2 separate regions of the Muntiacus reevesi genome follow, and region 2 is linked to region 1. Evidence: chromatin contacts called from public Hi-C data. All regions are on one chromosome and are shown on one strand. Each heading gives the region's core, a stretch centred on a gene start, on an enhancer-like site or on the middle of the called end of the contact. The rest is flanking DNA. Distances are from core to core; before and after follow the strand shown. Region 1 holds the start of TTC1 (tetratricopeptide repeat domain 1). Region 2 holds the start of PTTG1 (PTTG1 regulator of sister chromatid separation, securin).

Region 1 (2,640 bases), core at 103-2,602:
CCTCCTGGGGCTGGGCCTCGACATCCTTGAGCAGCTCGCTCCGGGAATGATGCTCTTTGGCACTAGATACTGGAGGGTTAACACACTCTGCTTCCTGGGGATCTGTAACTTTCAAACCAGTGAACAGATCCTCTGGAACCCTACAGTTCTCTGACTTATCCCCCATGCTGAATCAGTGAGGGAGGTGAAGCTGAAACTGCAAAAGAGAAAATAGGTTAGGTAATGCTATCTACCTGCCTATTCAATTCTAACTATCACATTTAAACAAACTTCTGCATCAAAATTCAAATCACATCCTAACTTATTTTCATTGATTCAATTATAAAGCCATATATAAAGGCTTTCATAAGCCCACAAATAATGCCAAATGTAATTATAACTGCTACCCTTTTCAAAACTTCTTACAAGCCAATAAGAGACACCGATTTTAATGTGATTCCTCCATCTTCTACTGCTCCCAGTTTTTCAAGGTTGCAAAAAAATGGCAGAAGCGAAAACAATGGCAAGAAAAACAACGCGTTTCTAATTTTTATTCAGAATGAACAACCAGGTCGTAAATAAGAGACTGTGACCTGTCTTCCCAGCATCACCGTACGAAGTTCAAAAATAAGTTTCTGGTAGAGCTCAACATACAATCCGTGCCAACAGAGCAATCATCAACTTCACCCACTTGCATGTGATACAGCCCACGCAGGTTACAGTGGAAGAGAGGCCTTGGCTCAGGTAGCCCTAATCAGGATTCCCGAAGGAGTCGGAATTAGCCATGAAAAGCGTGGTTCTTAACCCTGTATGCACAACGTTAACACTCGAAACGCTTTAGCAAGTATTGTTGACCAGATTATATACTCCACAGATTCTGATTTACTGGTCTGGCGTGGAGCCAGAGCATCTGTAGTTTTTAAAACGGCATCCCAGGTGACTTTCAGGTGCAGCCAATTGAGAACTAGTGCTGTAGAAGCTGAGTCAGACCGTCAGCAGCGCCACTCCTCCGGTCGCAGTAAAATCACGCCAAAGACCCTTGGGTTGCGGCAGAACCCGAATTCGCCCCTATCTCGTCCCAAGAAAACTTAAAACAGTACGATTTTAATACGGAGACTGTGCCTCCACAGCAACGTTTTGTTTTTCCCCGCTCCCAGGACTAGTATAAGAACGAAGGGTCTGAGGCTCCTGAGTTAAGGAGGGCCACCCCCACACTTTCCAAACGTTCCTCCCCTGGCTGTGTCCCTCACCGCCAAGACTACAGACTCATGTGGCTACTCACAGCTTCACAGTTCCTCTCGTCCTCACCTTCCTCGCCTCAGAGATCTCTACTTCCGCTCAGTCAGGTGCTCTTCCGTCGGCGCCGGTGAATAGCGTCACCGTTGGCAAAGCATCCTGGGAAATGTTGTAAAACCTCAGTGAGAGGGTGCGGCATTGTCGCTCTATGACGTCATTGTACGGACTGAAAATGAGAGATGGTTGCCATCTTGGGTTACGGCAAGACTCCGCGATACTGGGCTCTGGAGGAAAAAAGGAAGAGAAAGGCTGTTTCTATGGTGTTCCTTTTACTCCTCTCCTCTGACCTCTCTCATGCCAGCTGTGCTGTGTACAGAAGAGTCCTGAAGCATGAACTTTGTTAAAAATTAGTTTTCCCTACAGTGTTTCTCAAAGTGTATTTTTGTCGAAAGGGGTCTACAGCTAGATCAAAACAGTGTTGATAAGTTGTTAATGCCCTCTCCATCCTCCTCTCATGAATATACAATGAATTTTCCCAGAGGATATGTGTCCTGTGATAGCGCAATGGATTGAACCCAGGAGCGACGAGAATCCAGATGTCTTTTATTAAGCCAGAGATTTGCAAAAATGTAGGACAATGCCACTCTTCACTGTATATACATTTTTTGTTTTGGAAAACTTAGTTATCTATAGAAAGATTATTTATGTTAGCATATAATGGGTGTATTGTTTTAAGTTAATTAATAAACTAATATTACAATATTTTCAGTTATACGTAGAACCCACATAAAAGCTTTCCGTGGTCCTCAATAATATTCGAGAGTGTTAAGCAGTCCTGGAACCAAAAGCGAACTGTTGGCTTATACATTCATTAAAGAAATGTTTCAGTTCAGTTGCTCAGTCGTGTCCGACTCTTTGTGACCCCGTGAATCGCAGCAAGCCAAGCCTCCCTGTCTGTCACTAACTCCCAGAGTTTACTCAAACTCCTGTCGATCGAGTCGGTGATGCCATCCAGCCATCTCATCCTCTGTCGTCCCCTTCTCCTTCTGCCCCCAACCCTTCCCAGCATCAGGGTCTTTCCCAATGTTTCACTTCAGTTCAGTTCAGTCGCTCAGTCGTGTCGGCTCTTTGCGACCCCATGAATCGCAGCACGCCAGGCCTCCCTGTCCATCACCAATGTTTACTGAATGTTAATTAGACCCCAAGCATTGCCCGCTAGTAATACAGAACTGAGATATTCCTTTAAGGTAGCCAGATACATAACCAATGATAACAACAGAATATTGTTGTTTTCTATAATTCACAGAACCTACTGCAGAGTAAGCTGGAAGTGACCTTTTCAAGAAGGGTATCACATTTGCTTTTTGAATTTATGTCTGAATGAGGTTATACATACAGTTATGTTTTTGAGTAAATCAAAAGTTT
Region 2 (2,640 bases), core at 70-2,569, 390 kb before region 1:
GAGATCCCTGACCCAGGAACCCCGACATGCCACAAAGCAACTAAGTCCATGTGCCACAAATATTGAGCCTGTGCTCTGGAGCCACAACTACTGAGCCCATGTGTCTCAACTGCTGAAGTCAGCATCCCCTAGAACCCATGCTCTGCAACAATGCAAGCTACTGCAATGAGAAGCCTGGGCATCACAAATAGAAAAGTATCCCCCACTCATCGCACCTAGAGAAAAGGCCAGGCAGCAACAAAGACCCAGTACATCCAAAAATAAATAAATAATTTTTTTTTAAAAGATACTGAACATAAAGAGACCCATAAGTACTTGGCAGTAAGAGTATTGGGTAAACTCGACTCCAACTGGGCTTCCCAGGTGGCGCTCCTGGTAAAGAACCCGCCTGGCAATACAGGAGATTTAAGAGACTCCGGTTTAATCCCTGGATCATAAAGATCCCCTGGAGAAGGGCATGGCGACCCACGCCAGTATTCTTGCCTGGAGAAGTCCATGGACAGAAGAGCCTGCCCGGCTACACAGTCCACAGGGCCGCAAAAAGTCGGAGACGACTGAAGCGACTTAGCACGGACGACTCCAACTGCCCACAAAGTATATTTGGGCCTCCCCCAGCTCCAAGCACACCCACCACTGATTCACAATACCTGTGTACCTGAGAGCCGCCTGTATACTTACAAGGTGCAGACCCCAGCTTCAGCCCTTCCTTAGGAGCCACATGGATGCCTGGTTCTCCATTTTCCTTATCAACATAGATCAGAGTAGCCATTCTGGATCAACTAGAGGTGTGAAACACTCATTAAACCTTGGGAGTTAGGAAGATGAAAGAAGCTAAAGTGTAGCACTGACCCAACTTTCTACCCTGGGGACGTCTACGCAAAAACAGGAGCTAAGCAGAGGTAGAAGCCGGATCTTGAGCCAACAAGCATTTAATCCAGTTCTTAAATCTTGACGCCTGCGTCAGGGGCCTTAAGTTCCTGAAAAGCTGGCGGTCTGGGACTGGCACAGGCCCTGGTACTCATTGGAACCAAACTGACGTGGGTCGCACACGCAGCTCAAGACCGTGGCTCAAGCCAGGTGAGCGCGTCTGACGTTCCAGGAAAGTCCCAGCCCCCAAACCCCAGGCCCCGGCTCCCAGACACCCGGACCCCGGTTCCCAGGACCCAGAGCCCCCACACATAAAGCCTACTCCCGCTTCCTACGCCGCTGGACCGTGCCCGACTAACCACTCGGTACCGCTCGGTTCACCCACGTTCGGAGTAACAGCCAAACTCTCTCAAGACACGGCTCCAGCGGCCGCGCCAGACTCCGCGTTTAAACCACAACTTACGTCCCTATTGGTTCATCCATCCAGGAGGCGGGACAGGGGCGGGGCGGAGGCTCCGGAAGAACCAATGGGAGGAACGTACGCTCCCTGGGCTCCGCCCTGAAAGCTTTTCCCCGCAAGTTCGTCGTTTGTTCCCCGGGAGGAAAAAAAATCAAACCCGCTCACAACTTGGTCGTGGATGTCTATTAATGGTTGTTTTTAAATCTCCCCCCCAGAGAGATAGAGGAGAGTAAATACGGTCTTTAATTCCAAGAAAGTTATTATTAATGTTATAACAAGATACAGAGTTGGCTTTTGCAATTTTCTGTTTTTTTCCTGAGACACTTTGATGTGTCCAAAGTCAAAGTCATTTGACTTTGGACAATACAGTCCATGGAATTCTCCAGGCCAGGATAGCCTTTCCCTTCTCCAGGAGATATTCCCAAACCAGGGATCGAACCAAGGTGTCCCTCGTTTTGAATTGATTCCTTTATCTTGTTTGATATATTTCCATTTACCATAGAAGGGCTTCCCTTGAGGCTCAGCTGGTAAAGAATCCGCCTGCAATGCAAGAGACCTGGGTTCGGTCCCTGGGTTGGGAAATCCCCTGGAGGACGGAAAGGCTACCCACTTCAGTATTCTGACCTGGAGAATTCCATGGACTATAGGGTCGCAAAGAGTCAGACACGACTGAGCGACTTTCACTTTCACTTTACCATAGAAAGGGCTTCCCTTGTGGCTCCAGCTGGTAAAGAGTCCACCTGCAATGCGGGACACCTGGGTTCCATCCCTGGATTGGGAAGATCCCCTGGAGAAGAAAAAAGCTACCCACTCCAGTATTCTGGCCTGGAGAATTCCATGGACTATCCATGGGGTTGCAAAGAGTTGGACAGGACCGAGCCACTATCACTTCACTTCGCCATAGAAAGAAAAAGGTCATCAACTTTTTAAACCACAATTTCATTGTGCTTTAATTTCATTGCAGGTGGATTTACCAGCTGAGCCACAAGGGAAACCCTTCTATGGTAAATGGAAATATATTAAACAATATAAAGGAATCAATTCAAAAGACCAAGGATGATCTGTGTCATCTAAACTCTACTCCCAACAGGTCACCAAATACTTTTTAACTTAGCGGGTAAGTTGGGAGGGAGGAGTTAAGCCTACATTACTCTTTCACAAAAGCCTTAGCACTACCTGGCATAGATATGGTTCGAAATATATGCCAGTTCATTGTCCCTTCTTCCCTGGCATTTCAGGGCCAAAACATTGAATGACTCATTCATTCAATAAATATTTATTAAACGTTAGTCACTGTGCTAGACATCAAGAAG

The links. A called contact is a pair of places that touch in the nucleus more often than the background predicts.
Region 2: a contact with region 1 is called in a Hi-C map of blood, with 4 times the contacts expected there. The contact joins the promoter of PTTG1 here to the promoter of TTC1 in region 1. A contact is called at or near these places in 2 of 3 Hi-C or Micro-C datasets (blood and muscle).

Annotation. Positions count from the first base shown.
Region 1 is chr1:248,807,775-248,810,414 of mMunRee1.1, reverse strand. TTC1 (tetratricopeptide repeat domain 1) reads right to left here and starts at 1,352. Exons shown (of 8, transcript XM_065919029.1): 1 at 1,262-1,352; 2 at 1-196. The coding sequence starts at 166.
Region 2 is chr1:249,200,296-249,202,935 of mMunRee1.1, reverse strand. It overlaps PTTG1 (PTTG1 regulator of sister chromatid separation, securin), which reads right to left and starts at 1,319. Exons shown (of 6, transcript XM_065936411.1): 1 at 1,253-1,319; 2 at 679-779. The coding sequence starts at 769.